Linked DNA regions of Sus scrofa: region 2 is linked to region 1. Evidence: chromatin contacts called from public Hi-C data. All regions are on one chromosome and are shown on one strand. The core of a region is the stretch at or near the end of the contact, and the rest is flanking DNA. Distances in the headings are between cores, read along the strand shown.

What was found. Hi-C and Micro-C count contacts between places; a contact is called where the count stands out from the background.
Region 2: a Hi-C map of liver shows a contact between it and region 1, with 5 times the contacts expected there. The contact joins the enhancer-like site here to the promoter of FAM109A in region 1. A contact is called at or near these places in 2 of 5 promoter capture datasets (fetal liver and fetal skeletal muscle), 31 of 47 Hi-C or Micro-C datasets (adipose tissue, alveolar macrophages, blood and 15 more) and 2 of 2 datasets of contacts at active chromatin or transcription factors (alveolar macrophages and skeletal muscle).

What each region holds. Positions count from the first base shown.
Region 1 is chr14:32,598,660-32,602,738 of Sscrofa11.1, forward strand. FAM109A (sesquipedalian-1) reads right to left here and starts at 2,049. Exons shown (of 3, transcript XM_013982887.2): 1 at 1,845-2,049.
Region 2 is chr14:32,649,412-32,653,821 of Sscrofa11.1, forward strand. The region is part of intron 2 of SH2B3 (SH2B adapter protein 3); the gene reads left to right. Among named protein-coding and RNA genes, the nearest start is that of SH2B3, 28 kb to the left of the region's middle. Within about 2 kb of position 3,075, at least 23 of the 83 cell types and tissues checked have an H3K27ac peak or open chromatin away from gene starts, as enhancers often do. A contact at or near this core is called in adipose tissue, alveolar macrophages, fetal liver and 6 more, where this site is marked.

The DNA of each region.
Region 1 (4,079 bases), core at 799-3,298:
TTGCCCCTCCTTTTGTCCATGTTCTTCAGGGTAAGATCATAACGCCTTCCTAGGCACCTCCCCTGCCCCCACAGAGGATCCATTCCTCACAGAGGGATCCTATTAAAACTAAACCAAATCATACCCTCTCTCCAACTCTAAAACCTCCCATGGCTCCCTACTTCTCTCAGCATAAAATTCATTCTTCCCCCCTGAATTCCAACTGCCCTTGCTCTCTCGCTTTCCCCTTTACTCACTTGTCTCTAGCCACCCTGGTCTCCCTGCTATTCCTCAAACACACCAGACATATTCCCACCTCAGGGCCTTTGCCCTGGCTATTCCCTCTGCCTAGAATGCCTTTCCCATATCTCATGTGGCCAACTCCTCATCCTTCAGTTTCAGCTTGACTATCACCTCCTCAAGAAGGCGCCCCCCAGTCACTGCCTGAAATCACCTGGGTCATTTTTGCCTGTTCTAGGAGGGCAGGGTTCTTTGTCTGAATTCTAGTGCCTAGCATGTAGTTGGTGCTCAAATACCTGTAGAACGAATCGAAAGGTTGTCTACTTAAATCTCTCAGCAGGCCCATGAGAAGTCATTCCCCATCCCACATTCATAGATGTGGAAACTGAGACAAAGAGAGCTAAGCAACTTACCCGAAGGTACAATTCTGTGCCTAGAATTGCATGCTGTGGGCAACCAGCCCAAAGGAACTGTTCTTGGAGCCTCACCACCTCTTAAGGCCAAAGGAAAAGCAATTTCCCTCATACTCAGCAGCTCCCCTTCTACCACCCCCACCACCTGGAGCCCAAAGTCACCAGCCAGCACAGGACCCCTCTGCCGATGGCCCTGGTTCCTCCTGCCCAACAAGAAAGGCGGGGAAGGCAGGAGGCAGCAGGGACACAGGCTCCAGCCTCTGGGAGGGCCTGGCAAGCTGGCTTATCTCCCTGTGCTCATACAGTTTTCCAAGAAGTTCAGAGTCCGCTGTGAGCACTGCTGCTGATTCAACAGTCCCTGGCCAGGCAGGAAGCTGGAGGGGACCGACCCAGCCCCTCTCTGATCCCAGGGCTAAGTTCTTGCCTCTGCCAGTCCAGGCTAGAGGACCTTGAGAACACAGCCTCATCTATAAAGTGAGAATATTAATATCCACCCCTCTTGGAATTGAATAAATTAGTCCTGAAGAGCCATCTTGCAAAATGCTGAGCAGGTAGTAAACATTCAGTCAAGGAATTGTCCAAAAGAAAATAATTAGCTCCAGGCCTCCAGGGATACAGACTGCCTAGAACTGAGGCATGGCATTTTGATGCTCATTTCAAGGAAAGAAGCCAAAACCACTGGGCCTGGGATTGGATCCAGCTGCCACAAGTGTCCCCTAGCAGTGGGCATGTTAGAGAGGGTGTGGCAGGTATGGCTGGAAAACGTGTTGAGAACCCCGAAGAGCTCCTGCGCAGCACTGCCTTGGGCAGCGGCCACAAGCACTCCAGGTAGGACGGCCATCCCAGGCCATTGCTCCTAGCTGCTCTCTCTCCTTTTGTACGTGGTGTGTTCCTTAAAGGACAGCCAGAGTCCTAAATGGGGTGGTCAACGCCAGAATGTAGGAGTCAAGTGGAGCTCTCCTCCCCAGAGTTCCCCCAGAGGTCTCTTATTGGGCAGGAGAGTCATCAGCCAAGTTTGCCCCCTGCAGCTGGGGTCCCTGATGGGCAAATTACCACTGGCGTGGAACTGCAAATGGACAGATCCCCAGCAGAGGTCTCCCCAGAAGGCCGGAGGACCCCGAGGCCCACGGCGGCCCGAGCCCGGTCCCGCGTCCCCTCTCAGGTCCGCCCGAAAGCTCTCACCCCACCCCCACTACGCCAGGCTGGCCTTACCTCGCGGCGCGGCCTAGGGCGACGGCGACGGCCGGACTAGAGGCGCGGAGCCAGGGGACCGCCCGGCCATGGTCTGGGACTTGCTCGGTGGCCGCAGCCGCGGTGGCGCTTTGTTTCCCGGGCGGCCGAGCCGGCGCAGCCGCGGGAGAGCGGGGATCCGACCGAAGGAGGCGGAGGCAGCCGGACAGTCCGCGACCCACCGACGCGCCTCTTTAACCCTTCCCAACCCGCGGGTGCTGGGTCGGCCGCGAGTTCGTCCCCTACTCCCGGATTGGCCAGCCCAGATCCGGCGCACCCCCTGGATTCGCCACGCCCCTGTGGGACCGCCCCTGAAACCACTCTTAAAGGAACCGCAACTGGCTCAGGAATGCCCTGTTGGAAGAAAGGTTGGATCCCTGAGACACAACACGCTTCCAGGGTAGATATAGGGGGCGGATTCGTCCAGAAAAAGCATCGGGGTCCTGGGCGTGACCATTCGCTGAAGCCCTAGCCTTGAGTTCGAGCTCCTCCCTGGCTAGGGTTGCCAGATATAGCAAATTTAACACCAGCTCAATTTTAAATATAACTGCCAAAAACGTGTGATTTATTGAAAAAAGCTGATTACGGGACATTTCGGGCATCACGGCAAAGTCAACATAGGACTCTTCTATATGAACAGGATGCCTTGCAACCCTACCCCCGGCCCGAGGTGAAGAGGGAAATTTCTGGAGTTGGGCAGGGTTGGGCTCAAGTCCCAGTAAGCCTTTTAGTCACTGTGAGGCCTTAGAAAAATCAATCCATTTTTCTAGCCCTGTTTCCTTATCTTTCAAATAGAGACAACCATGGTATATAAAGGGCATGGCACACAGTAGATGCTATTAATAAATAGGGATTTTTATTCTTTTTGTTCCATCCAAAATAACACAGTTCTATCTCTCTAGAGCTGTCTTTGTTTGCTGCTCTTGCAGCCTTCCTTCTGGGACTCAGTTACTGTTCAGCCCTGGCCTGAAAGCAGGAGAGAAACAGGACAGACCAGCATCATCTATTCATTCTACAGTCCCTCACTAAGCACCTGTGTAAGACTGAGTTGGTCAACAAACAATTGAGATATAGAAGTGATTCTTGCTAGGAAGACTATAAGCCACAGGAGTAGGAAAGAAAGACTGGGAGTACAATTTTAGACAAGGTGGTCAGGGAAACTGCTCTAAGGAGCAGAGACTTCAAAGAAGTGAAGGAGGGAGCCATGTAGATATCCGAAGGAAGGGTGTCCCATGCAGAGGGAAGAGCAAGGGCAAAGGTCCTGAGGTGGGACCACACGAGCATGTCTGTAAAACGGAAGGGGCCAGTGGGGCTGGAGCCAAGTGAGCAAAGGGAATAATAGTAGGAAATGAGGTTAGAGAATATTGGCAAAGCCAGGTTACTCAGGGTCTTGTGTGTCATGGCAAAGATTTTGCTTTTTCTCTGGAAGGAATGGGAGCCATGGGAGGGTTTTGAGCAGAGGAGGGACATGCTATCTTAGGTTCGACATGGTTCCTGGCTGTAAGAAGCAAGGGTAGAACCCAGGAGACCAGGGAGGAGGCTGTTGCAGTAGGCAAGTGATGATGAATGATGTATGTGATGATGGTGGCTTCGAGCAGAGTGGAGGCAGTGGAGGTGGAGGGAAGTGGTTGAATTTGAGAGCCTGCCTGATAGTGAAGACCCCTGACTATGGAAAGAGAGAGAGATATGACGTATCTGATATCAGTTGAGCCTGTGGATCCAGCTGTACCTGATGGTGCCATAATTTCTTTTTTTCTTTTGTCTTTTTTTTTTTTTTTTTTTTTTTGTCTTTTTTTAGCTATTTCTTGGGCCACTCCCATGGCATATGGAGGTTCCCAGGCTAGGGGTCGAATCAGAGCTGTAGCCACCGGCCTACGCCAGAGCCACAGCAACATGGAATCCGAGCCGCGTCTGCAACCTACACCACAGCTCACGGCAACGCCGAATCATTAACCCACTGAGCAAGGGCAGGGATCAAACCCGCAACCTCATGGTTCCTAGTCGGATTCGTTAACCACTGTGCCACAATGGGAACTCCATGATGGTGCCATAATTTCTTGAACAGGAAAGGCAAACTGGAATTTCCCCAAATCTAGATGTTCACCAAATAAGGAAAATGCCAGGCATATGAACATTTGGGTCTTGGCATGGGGAATATCTGCCAGAGATTCTGTGAGTCTTAACTCTCAGAGCCCCTTATGTTGGAGTCAAGGGTTG
Region 2 (4,410 bases), core at 1,825-4,324, 52 kb after region 1:
TCTTGTCTTGGTTTTATTTTTCGCATTTAATTATTTAATCCAGCTGGCTTTTATTCTTTGTGGCTGGTGTGATTTCCTGTTGTTTTTTGGTGTCAGTGAGATGCTGTGTATCATGGCATATCACATAGTGAGTGCTCACGAAACATGGGCCAAGGATAAAAACAACTCATGGCAGACTGAGCTTGGAAGGGCGGAGATTCCCGGAGTGGTGGCCGCAGCCCCGACCAGCTTCTAGGGCCTCTGGGTCTCACCCTTGTTTCCCCATCAGCTCAGCCCCAGGCTCTGCTGGGTGACTCTGAGCCTCCTTGGTGTCCCTGCAGCCCCCTGAGCCCCAGAGGCCCTCGCTTTCACCTCTTCTTCTGAATCATCATTCTTCGAAGGCAGGCGGTGGCCACCATCTGGGGCTTTTGGGGATCTTGGTGGTGACGAGCCCCCCTCCCCTCCGGTGCACACCCCTCCCTGAGGCTGGTGACAGAGGTTATTTGTTATTTCTTAACCACAGCTTTTTCCACCCTGCCCGGCGCGGAGCAGACACGAGGCCCAGGGTGCAACTGGGGGCTGCGCTGCTGCGTGAGGGGCTTCCCCTGCTGGTCTGCTCCTCGGTGGGGTTGGGAGGTGGGCAGGCCATAGAAGGCCCTTGGGGGCCGGCCAGCTCTGGGACCCTTGGCCCTGTGGCAGACTCAGGTGGGTCCCTCTGCTCTCCCCCCAGGACCACAGAGCACACCCTTGCTGCAGCAGGAAGGCCCCAGGGCCCGTGCCAAGTTCAGCACGGGTGAGCCCCCTCCTGCCTGGGGCCTGGGCACATGGCGTTGCCTCTCGGAGCCACGGCTTCCCCTTTTGTCTGGGGGGCTGACCACAGCCCGGCACTCGAGGCCTGGGGTGTCCCTGGCATCGAGGTGGCCCAGTGGCACTACGAGAAGAAGGGGGACAGGGACTGGGCGCACGGGCCTTGGGGCTCTGCAGCCAAGTGGGGGCAGGGAGGATTCCTGGCGGGAAGCCTGGAGCAGGATGTGGTCGTTCAAGGCGTGGGCTGGTGGCAGCTGGTTTGCAGCCGGTGGTGGTGGGGGTAGGGGAGCGTTTGGCTGGCCCCCCCACACCCTGCTCTGGACCCCCAGGTGGCCCAGGCCCCAGTGCCAGCTGAGTGTTCCCAGGCAAAGATGCCACTTCTGTCCTCAAGAACATCTCAGGCCAGCCAGGGACAGAGGAGTGCTTGATCAAGCCTGGCTGCTGAGCAGCTCGAGGAGCTGCAAAGCGATTGATCCTAATTTGCCAAAGGTTTTGGGCAAGAGTGGCACCCTATGTGGAGGGGAGAGGCCTCAGAGGCATCAGCATGCAGCCCTCTACCCGACCCCCGCACATCCCTCCCCCAGCTGGGGTGTGCGGCCTGGAAGGTGAGCGCAGCTGGTGAAGATATTGGTGGCTCATAAGCCCCTTGGTTCACTAGTTCACCTATGCTGACAAGGGGGTGCAGGGAGAGGGACTTCCAGGGTAGTCCCTCTTAGGCCACAGAGCCCCTCAAACCTGGGTGTGGCCCCCAGGCCCATCCCCACAGCTGGCTTATCCACACTCGCTATGGACCTGGGCTTCCACATCTCGGGAGGGGCTGTTGAGGGATCCTGTGTGTGTTGGTGGTGCTGTCTCTCTGTGGGGGTCTCTGTCTCTGGGAGTTTGTTCCTGGGGGAGGTTGATGCAGCATCTGAGAGGGGCTTTGTGTCCCTCTCACTGTGAGTCTGTGTGTGGGGGTGGTCTCCGTCACTCTGAGAGGGGACTTTGTGTCTGTGTCACTGCAAGTCTGTCCTGACATGTGAGGGGGGACTCTGATGGGCTGGAGGGGGAGCTCACTGTAGGTGGGGTTTTATTTTATTTTATTTTATTTTTTGCTATTTCTTGGCGTTCCCGCGGCATATGGAGTTTCCCAGACTAGGGGTCGAATCGGAGCTGTAGCTGCCAGCCTATGCCAGAGCCACAGCAACGCGGGATCCAAGCCGTGTCTGCAACCTACACCACAGCTCATGCCGGATTGTCAACCCACTGAGCAAGGGCAGGGACCGAACCCGCAACCTCATGGTTCCTAGTCGGATTCGTTAAGCACTGCGCCATGACAGGAACTCCATGTAGGTGGGCTTTTAGACGAGCCCCCAGCCCCTTTGTCTCCACATCTCTGGCCAACTTACCCCTCCCACATGGCCTCCTTCAGGCCTCTTAGGGTCTGACAGTAGGGGGCAGGCTTTCACCTTCACGCTCACTCAGGGTGTGATCTGGGGATGCCTCCTGCCCAGCGCGGGAGAGGAAAATGATGAGGCCTCTGTCTCTGAGCAGGCTGTCCCATCAGGTCTGTCTTACCATGTCAGCATCAGCCTTTCTCTTTCTGGCACTGGCCGGCTCACTTGCCGGGCCAGGGAAGCTGCCTCGATCCAGGTGGCTTTTATGGAAGCCTCTCCCATCCCTTTCCTGGTTCCCTGTGGGGAGAGGGAGCATGAGGTGGCAAGGGGCAGACCAAGGGGGAAGACCTGGCCCCTAGTGGACTGGGTGGATCTGGGAGCATCCAGGGCACTCAGGCAAGAGGCACTTACAGAAGCCCCAGGGCGCGTGGAGCAGGATGTTCCAGTATCACCTTCATTTTACAGATGAAAAAACAAAATGCAGAGAAGCGAAGTGATTTGCTGAGGGTCACACAGAGGAAGAGTGGCTGAGGCAGGCATTTGAAGGGTGTGTGTGTGGGGGGAGGGGGCTCTAGTTGGGGCAGAGGAAGGAAGTGACCTGTGGCCCGTAGTTCCAACATTTGTTCAGTCCTTGAAATTGGCTTGTTGCCTTCAGTTTGCCTCCAAGGGAGCCAGGCAGCCAGGGGGTGAGATAACTCGCCACACCCCCACATTGGCCTCTGCTCCCAGACATCTGAAGGCTGTGGATCCAGGCACCCACCCAGCTACTCACCCATCTATCTGAGAGACACTCTCCAAGTGCCTCCTCTAGGCTGGACCCAGGGCTGGGCCTCAGCTAGGAACAAGGCTTGGTGCCCTGTCCCCACCCCCAGAGGAACTCCCAGTCAGATGGTGGGGGCAGCTGCACCATCAGGAAATTATGGCCAGGCCTGATAAGCCCTGTGCCGAGGGAGAGGCATAGGAATCGTACTGACCACGACCTAGGGGTCAAAGAAGGCTCCCCAGAGCAGACCTGCAGTTGGGATCGGGCCTGGCTGTGGGACAGCATGAGCTGGGAGGGACAACCAGATGGAGGTGGTTGCTGTGGGCTCTGGGGCTGGGCAGACAAGGGTCTCAGCCTCAGCTCCATTCAGCTCCTCTCTCTGTGATCTCTGTGACTGGGGACAGGTGATTTTGCCTCTCGGGGCCTCCATTTCCCCATCTGTAAATGGATGGCTTAGATAAGTGTTCACGGGCTGGTAAATGCAGTAAAGGGGGTTTTGTGATGGTGACTGTGTGTATTTAGACACCGTGGTCAGGGAGGGCCTTCCTGAGGAGCTGACACTTGAGCTGAGACCTGAATCTGAGAAGAGTCAGATTTGTGAAGATGTGGAGGAACTGTCCTTTCAGACAGAGGGAACAGTAGGTGCAAAGGCCCTGAGGCGGGAGTATGCTTGATGACTTGAAGGAACGGTGGAGGCCAGTGTGGCTGGAAAAGTGAGGGAGGGCAGATGAGGCTGAGAAGGTCACGCAACATCTTGTGGGCCACAGTGAGGACCTGTGCTTCTATTCCCGGAAAGATGGGGGCCACGGGAGGGTTTGGAGCAGAAGAGGGGGATGGGAAGTAGGTAGATCCTGGATGTCTCTGGGAGTAGCACTGACAGGACTGATGGATGGCAACTCAATGTTGATGCTGCGCATCTCGGGGGGTTCAGGGTGTCTCTGACACCTCACTCTTAGTGGGGGCTCTGTGAGCACCCCCTTTGCCCCCAGGAGCTGCTCAGGACTGGAATGCAGTCCGCCTGGTTCCAGAGCCCTTGCCCTCAGCACCCACCATTCTGCCTGTGGGATGGCCTGTACTCTCCCTCCTTCAAGCCTCTTGTGCCTGGGGGAGGAGGAGTGGGGTGGCCTTGCTGCCCAGCATTCCCCTCAGATGGCAGTGGGTTTGAAATACACCCAGGCCTGTCTTATTTTTTTTTATTTTTTTATTTTTTTGCTATTTCTTGGGCCGCTCCCGCGGCATATGGAGTTTCCCAGGCTAGGGGTCTAATCGGAGCTGTAGCTGCCAGCCTACGCCAGAGCCACAGCAATGCGGGATCCGAGCCGTGTCTGCAACCTACACCACAGCTCACGGCAACGCCGGATCGTTAACCCACTGAGCAAGGGCAGGGACCGAACCCGCAACCTCATGGTTCCCAGTCGGATTCGTTAACCACTGAGCCACGACGGGAACTCCCCAGGCCTGTCTTAAATGTGGATCCCAGGCTGA